2 separate regions of the Zea mays genome follow, and region 2 is linked to region 1. The links are chromatin contacts, called in public Hi-C maps. All regions are on one chromosome and are shown on one strand. Each heading gives the region's core, a stretch centred on a gene start, on an enhancer-like site or on the middle of the called end of the contact. The rest is flanking DNA. Distances are from core to core; before and after follow the strand shown. Region 1 holds the start of LOC100501097. Region 2 holds the start of LOC103648096.

The links. A called contact is a pair of places that touch in the nucleus more often than the background predicts.
Region 2: a Hi-C map of leaf shows a contact between it and region 1, with 5 times the contacts expected there. The contact joins the promoter of LOC103648096 here to the promoter of LOC100501097 in region 1. A contact is called at or near these places in 4 of 25 Hi-C or Micro-C datasets (bundle sheath, leaf, seedling and 1 more).

Annotation. Positions count from the first base shown.
Region 1 is chr2:233,161,417-233,165,401 of Zm-B73-REFERENCE-NAM-5.0, forward strand. It overlaps LOC100501097, which reads left to right and starts at 1,777. Exons shown (of 5, transcript XM_008670297.4): 1 at 1,777-3,027; 2 at 3,181-3,985. The coding sequence starts at 2,897.
Region 2 is chr2:233,433,458-233,437,296 of Zm-B73-REFERENCE-NAM-5.0, forward strand. It overlaps LOC103648096, which reads left to right and starts at 1,530. Exons shown (of 2, transcript XM_008672600.4): 1 at 1,530-3,810. The coding sequence starts at 3,213. It overlaps LOC103648097, which reads left to right. Exons shown (of 20, transcript XM_008672603.3): 1 at 1-60; 2 at 988-1,237; 3 at 1,333-1,442; 4 at 1,530-1,664.

The sequences.
Region 1 (3,985 bases), core at 527-3,026:
AATGTCGCCGTATCCTTTTTGGACACGCGCTGGGTGTGGTGCTGTCTTTTATTAGGCGATTGAGATACTATCTCCTCGCCGAGGAAAAAGCATCGATACTTTTCAGTGGCGGGTGGTCTAGAACAAGAATATTGGCAGCCCTTTTTTGTTAGCCTGAATACGTACAGCTAGCGAGAAGACATGGCCGATTATGCCCTTTTTTTTAAATGTTTAACCTTTTGGGACATGCTACGAAAATGATTTCCTTTTTTTATGGACGGAGATTTATCAAATGAGCTATGATTTATTTACGCATGCACATGTAGTTCCCCTTCACGCCTTATATTATTCCGCTTGGATGGAAATATACTTGGACGCAACTTTCTCTCTTAGAGCAATTATAATATGGTGATATAGATATGCTACAAAAGATGACATATTAGATATGTTAGATTTATAGCAACGTGGGAAAAATACATAATGTGTTTGGTTTGTGGAGTCGTCCAATGCTTCATGAGGTGATGCATCATAAGTTAATTCCATCAATTTTGGTGGAATCAACACACTCCTCGTATATATACTAATTATTAGCTTATAAGAAATGAGACGATAATTGATCAACTCATTCTATTTTTCAAACCAGATAAAAATATGAGGAGTGAGAAGAAGATGGGTCACTCCATTTCTCTAACCAAACGTTAAGAAAACTTGCTGCTCACTGGTAGGAAGAAATGAAGCAAATATGAAATATATAGCTTCTATCATGGAAGGTCTATGTATTATATATCATATATATATCCACGCTAAATTATTAAAGGACGGCCCTTTTTTTAAAAGTCACATACAGTAGAAAATGTACCAAAAGCGGGGCACGCAGAGACAGTGACGTGTGCAGGGGCAACAGCAATATCCATCGGGATTCAGGGGGTGTTTGGTTACACCCCGCTAAAATTTAGCCCCTGTCTAATCGAATGTTTGAACCTCCGTTCCGGGTATTAAATGTAGTCGGATTATAAAACTAATTTGTCAGCCGAAGATTAAAAAACGAGACGAATCTAGTCCAGTTGGTTGGGTCTATATTTCATACTCCTATTTAAAAGTCAAACGCTTGATGTGACCCGGACTAAAATTTAGCAGGAGCAACCAAACACCCCCTCAGACTGCCCCTTTTTTTACCGTTGACCATGTGAAAACGTCTGTGTTGAACTGTTGATCAAGTCAGACAGTGTGTTTGGTTGCTCCTGCTAAAGTTAAGCCCGGATCACATCAATCGTTTGACTTTTAAATAGGAGTATGAAATATAGACCCAACCAACTGGACTAGATTCGTCTCGTCTTTTAATCTTCGGCTGACAAATTAGTTTTATAATCCGACTACATTTAATACCCGGAACGGAGGTTCAAACATTCGATGGGACATGAGCTAAATTTTAGCCGGGTGTAACCAAACAAACTCTAGTCAGATTCTACCGCCAGTTGCGGTTGCCTCACTTGCCTGCTAGCACATGTGCTGCTATCCTATGCACAAGGCAAAGGTACATGTGCCGTCTGAGCTGCCGTACGTTCTCATCCGTGCAGCGTCCCACCAGATACATGAAATAAAAAAAACGTACCCAATTACAAATCCCCCCTCCGTCGCCGGCAGACGAAACCGAACTGGAAATCGCCGATGCCGGCCGTTCACGCGCGCGCCGGCCTCGTGCACTCACGGCCACGTATACAACAGCAATAAAAACCACTGCCTGCCGTGCCGAAGGAAGGAGGAGGGAAAACCACTTAACTCTTTGCGTCGCGGGCAAACGCGCCATTGGGTGGACGACACTGCTCTGGTGGAGCTGTGGGCCTGTGGCTGGCCTGGACCAGCGGCGCAGGCACTACGGCCGGCTCCGGCCCCAGTGACGCCGCACGACGCCATCGCGCGCACCACCACCAGCCCACGGCACCGCCCGCGAGCGCGAGGAGAGAGGACGCGCACGCGGCAGCGGCTGGGGCTGGGGCCCTACGAGACTACGTCGCTACGACCACACGGGACGGGACTCCGAAGCGATTAGCCGCGTGCTTTGTCCGCCGCCCTGGATTATTAGCACGGGAGCTCCCGCGCACCGGCAAGAGACGGGAGGTAGGAGGAGAGTAGATCGATAAAGCGCGGCCTCTTTCTTTCCCATCTTTCCTCACCAGAAAAGCCGAGCGGAGCGAGACCAGACCAGTGTGAGAGAGAGAGCGGGGTCACAGCAGCGCCCAGCGGCCGCAGCACAAAAGCGTTCGTCGGGGGCTTTGGATTCCCAGGAATTCCGTTCCAAAGCAGCCGAATCGCGGGACCCCGCCTGCTCGCTCCTCTTCTTCCCTCCAACCGCCCCCCCCTCCCCTCCTCCTCCCGCCGCCGCAGCGAGAGCCGAGAGCGGAGCGAGCAAATCTTGGCGTTTCGCGCCCGCTCTCGCAGTCTCCGGGCGGGGGCCGCCTGGCGGAGTGGTTACTTCCCCGCTGGCTTCTTGCTGCGCCCCGCCATTAAAGCCGGCGCATTTGGGTTTCTCTCTCCACCTCTCTCTATCCGCCCCCCACCGCGCTCTCGCCCTCCCTCTCCCTCTCTAGCGGTAGATTGGTGCTGTTCCCCCCTAATCGGTCGGCGGTTGGGGGCCGGGTTCCGACGTCTGCCCGGGAGCTCGACCGGGCCTCCGATCCGGGCTCCCAAGCCGCCGCCTCCCGGGGCGCCCCTCCGGAATTCTTGCTTTCTCGGGCTCCGAATCTCGCCGCCTGTCGTCGCCAGCGGCTGGCGCGGGGGCTTGGTTCCCGGCGTTTCATTGCGAATTCGGGGGCGATCTGGGGCCCCTGGTCTGGATGGCGAGGATTTGAGTGGATTCGAGACGAACAAGTGGAGGTGGAGCCCTGATCTGGGTGGCGCCCCCGCCGTGGTATGTGCCATGAGGAAGCTCTTCTTCTCCGAGTCGGCCTGCAAAGAGACCAAGCTTCACTCCGCGCCCCACTCATGGCTGCCCCTCGAGAGGGGGAAGCTCTCCAAGTTCTCCGGCCATGCCGCCGCCGGCTCCTCCATGTAAGCTCCATCCTGGTCGCTTGTTTCCAGTCTCCAAGTTCGTTTATGCTTGAATTGTGTGGCGCGCAAGACTCGGTCTTTTAGGCACCGGTGTTGATTTGGTTGTGCAAAGTTGGCCGGTCGAGATGTTCATCCTCATTTTGTCCGTCGCAGAGAGTCCTTGATGAAGATGCCAGAGCCGGCTGTGCTTCCGCACTTCAAGCCCGCGGACTATGTCGACGTACTGGCTCAGATACACGAGGAGCTGGAGTCCTGCCCCCCTGACGACAAGTCCTCCCTGTACCTCCTCCAGTATCAGGTCTTCCGTGGCCTCGGCGAGGCCAAGCTGTCTCGGAGGAGCCTCCAGTCTGCGTGGGAGAAGGGGAGCACCATACACGAGAAGCTCATCTTCGGGGCATGGCTCAAGTACGAGAAGAAAGGGGAGGAGGCCATCTCCGACCTGCTCAGCTCGTGCAGCAAGTGCTTGCAGGAGTTCAGGCTGCTGGATTTCGTGTTGCAGGTCTCCACTGGGTCACATGTGATAAACTACGATGGTGATGATGATGAGTTTCGGGGTTCTGCGGTGGTTCATTTCCGGATAAGAGATGATATGGTTGCGTGCGATCGTCGGAAGCTCGCGGCGCTGTCAACTCCACTGTATGCAATGCTTAACGGTGGATTTAGGGAATCATATCTAGAGGTCATTGACATGTCTAGAAATGGTATCTCCCCTATTGGCATGAGGGCAATCAGTAAATTCAGCCTATCAGGAAGACTACCGTATTTGTCAGCTGATGCTATCTTGGAGATTCTTGATTTTGCCAATAAGTTTTGCTGCAAGGGCCTCAAGGATGCCTGTGAGCGAAAGCTTGCTTCTTTCGTCTCTTCAAGGCAAGATGCTATAGACTTCATGGAGTGCGCTCTTGAGCTGGGCTGTTCCATCCTTGCTGCTTCATGCTTGCAAGTGCTCTTGAATGAG
Region 2 (3,839 bases), core at 280-2,779, 270 kb after region 1:
GGCCGCCGCCGGTCCCAGGAGGACCGTGCCGTCTGTGCCCTCGGCATCCGCATCCCCTTCGTAGGTACCTCCCAACTTTACAACGTGATCTGGATGCTTCAGTCTCTAGTGCTCAAATCAGCCAGTGAGTTGGATGGATTTTGTGAACTGAATTGGGGTTTCTGGATCGTTGTTTTAGCCTACTAGTCTATTGCCGCACTACACAGTTAGCACCAAGCTAGCGATATAGGCCGAAATGGTCTTCTGGAGTTATAGTTTAGGCTATAGTCCAGTGTGCCTGTATTTGCCTTATGTTGCTTGACATCTTATTTGAAGGGGTTGATAAGATGGAAAGCACCGAAGTCCAAACTGGACGCTGATTCCAGATAGTAACACCAGGAACATTCTGGAGGTTTACTGTTCAAAGATACACACCATAAGCTGGGTGTCAATCGTAACACTGTGAATTTGCTGGAGGTATTGTAGTGAAATGCACCATATATTTTATTTCGTCAATCTGAATTAGTTGTTAAAACATCTTATGCATACCAGTCTACCGCAGAGATTACATACTTCTGGTTGTGCAATGGTAATGACTGATGAGTTCCACTTGGGATGACATATGGCTGCTGCTGTTTTTTCTCTCTCGCACACACAAGAGACTTACACATATATTAAGGAAAAAAGGTGTTTAGAACCCGTACATGCCCAACATACTCACAAGCTTTACATTGAACACACACTCGTCTTTAGAAACAAAAAAACACATCACCTTGACCTAGAGATAACGGCCTCTAGTTGGCGCAAGGGCAGCTAGGTGATTCATACCTTGGGCCCCGGCCATGCTACATATGGCTGTTGCGTGCTCAATTAATAGTTCAATATAATGTTATTTCTCAATTCTCAAAAGCATTTTAGGTTGCTCTGATTGAATTCTTTACTCCATGCACTCTATTTGTTTGTAGTTTGTCTACAATTTATCTTAGCTAACTGACTAACATAATACAGAGAACATGAGAATTAAGGAGGTTGATGTGGGAGTGGTGGCAATATTTGACGGTCATAATGGAGCTGAGGCTAGTGAGATGGCTTCTAAGCTTTTTCTGGATTACTTCTTGCTCCATGTTTATTTTCTTCTCGATGGCATACACTCTCTGCGGTTCAGAAAATCTACTGGGAAACTGACATATAGGGAAGTTACTATTTTTAACAATGTATTTAATCTGTACAAGCATGGCCAATCCGACCATGCAGAGAGGTATGTCTTCCTGTTCAGTTTTTATACGCCATTTTTCGTTCATATGTTGCTTAATTGTTCATGTGTTACAACTTTCTCACTGATAAAAAATGCAGGTCATGTTGGGCATCACCAGCCATTCTAGACCGGTCATTTCATACGGAAATTCTGAAGGAATCACTAATGAGGGCAGTTCATGATATTGATTTAACATTCTCCAAGGAGGGTTTCATGTTTCACCTGTATAATTAAATTTTGTAACATTATATTCATACGTCAAAAAATGATTCTTCTTTGTGTTCAATGCAGGAAGCATTACAGAACAATTTTGAATCTGGTTCAACAGCGACCGTGGTCTTGATAGCTGATGGACAAATTATATCTGCCAATGTTGGAGATTCAAAAGCTTTTCTGTGCTCCGAAGGATATAATCTGCACCATCGAAATAGTTACGTTTCATTCTTCAGTTTTTTAGATTTCAGATGTACCAGCCTAGTTGAATATTGAAAAACCCTCGACCTGCGGGGGGTAAGACAGCCCCCAAACATTATATTAAGAAGAAGACCTTCTCATAGAGGTCGAGAAAACCCCTGAAATCCTGCCCCACCCATACACAACGGCACCATAGCCCATGTGAGAAACGACCGCGACTGGGACTGAGCCTTAGACTGTGCTTTGGCTTGGGACAAACAAGGGGATTTTTTTAACCACGACTTGGAATTCGCTCCCATGGGGAGTCGAGCTCAGGACAGTTAGAGGCCCTTTTGCCTAGTTGAATATTGAGTCACCTCTACTAGATGGTGTTAAGGCCCATAAGGCCCATATGCCTATATATATGCTACAGTACCTGAGGGGGCTCTCACCTCACCTAATCCAGGTTAGTCACATGGTATCAGAGGAGGTTAGGGTTAGGGTTTATGTCTAAACTCGATCCGGATCCAAATTTTTGGCGCCGTCGCTGTGCTGCCATCTCGTCCAGCTCTCCGGCCTGCCGTCGCGGCCACCTCTTCCCTCCTCTGCCGCCGTCGTGCGGTCTTCCCCATCCCCCATCCCGCAGCCCTCTGCCGGATCTAGGCCTGCGCCGTCCGCCGCCAGGGCGGGATCTCCGCCGCGTAGTCCGTCGCCAGACCTGCGCCGTTCGCTGCCAGAGGAACTCGGTCGCCGCTCTCTCCTTCACCGTCCGCCGCCAGGGGCCGCGCGTCCTCAGCCGGCGCCGTCCGCCGCGGCCTTCCAGTGGCAGAGCGCCATCGATCTGTGGCCAGGGATCTCGCCGTCCTCGCCGTCCTCTGCCAGGGGCAGAGCGCCGTCGATCTGCGGCCACCGGATCTCGGCCTGCGCAAGTTCTGCGGATCTGCTCTGCCGGAAATTGGCGCATCTCGCCGTCCTCTGCCAGGGACCGGATCTCGGCCTGCGCAGTCCGCTGCTAGGGACAAGTTCCGCGGATCCGCTGCTCTGTTGGAAATCTGCACCGGCCGTCGCTGTTGCGGACAGGGCCGCGGATCTGCGACGTCACTGCTCCCGCCAGCCGCTGTTCAACTCGGCTTCCGCGCCCAGGACCCCCGTCAACTCGTCCAAGTCGGGTTGCTCTGGTTTGTTTGGTCTCAGGTCTCCTGTTCTCCCTGGTTTTTGATTCAATTCAATATGGCGACAAAAGCTATTGTTGTCAATATCACTCTTGATGGTCAAAATTATCCGGAGTGGGCTTTCTGTGTTGAGACTGCACTCCCGGGACATGGATTACTCTTCCATTTGACTGATGCGGCACCTGTTCTTGCTGATGATCGTCGCAATGTTGCTGATATCAAAACGTGGCAGCTTAATGATGGTAAAGTGATGGCTGCTATGGTGAACAACGTCAAACCGTCTATGATTATGAGTTTGTCTAAATTCAAAACTGTTAAAGCCATCTGGTCTCATTTGAAGGAGCGTTTTGTTCAGGACAGTGGTGCTCTATTACACACTCTCATGCAGCAGACATGTTATTGAGCAAAATGATATGAGTATTGATGAGTACTACTCAACCTTTGATCGCCTGATGAGTGCTTTGACATCAATGGTGCCTGCTTGTACCGCTGATCCGTGTCCGGCTCATAAGTTTATTGAGAAGTTCTTCACTTACAGATTTGTTATGGGCGTTCGGGCCGAGTTTGATTCTCTTCGTGCTCATTTACTTCAGGGTTCTGACACTCTCACAATGGCTAAGGCGTTGTCTGATTTACTTGCTGAAGAGACTCGTCTTAATTCTCTGTTCTCTACTGGTGGTAATCCTCACAGTGTGTTGGCTGCTGCCCAGAAACCTAAGAATATTTTTAAGCCTTGTGATCATTGTGGCAAGACCAATCATCGATCTGAGCTTTGCTTTGTCAAGTTCCCTGATAAGTTGACTGATTTCCGTGCACGACGTGCTGCTCGTGGTCGTGGTCCAGGACCATCTAATAGAGGCTCAGTTGCTGTTGCTGCCACTTCGTCCGCCTGTACTTCAGAGTCGGCCTGGGTACTTGATTCAGGAGCTTCCTTTCATGTCACATCTGATCAGTCAAAGTTGGCTTCTACTACACCTGTAACAGATGGTGCTTCAGTGCAGACAACTGATGGTACTGTATGCCACATTACTCATAAGGGT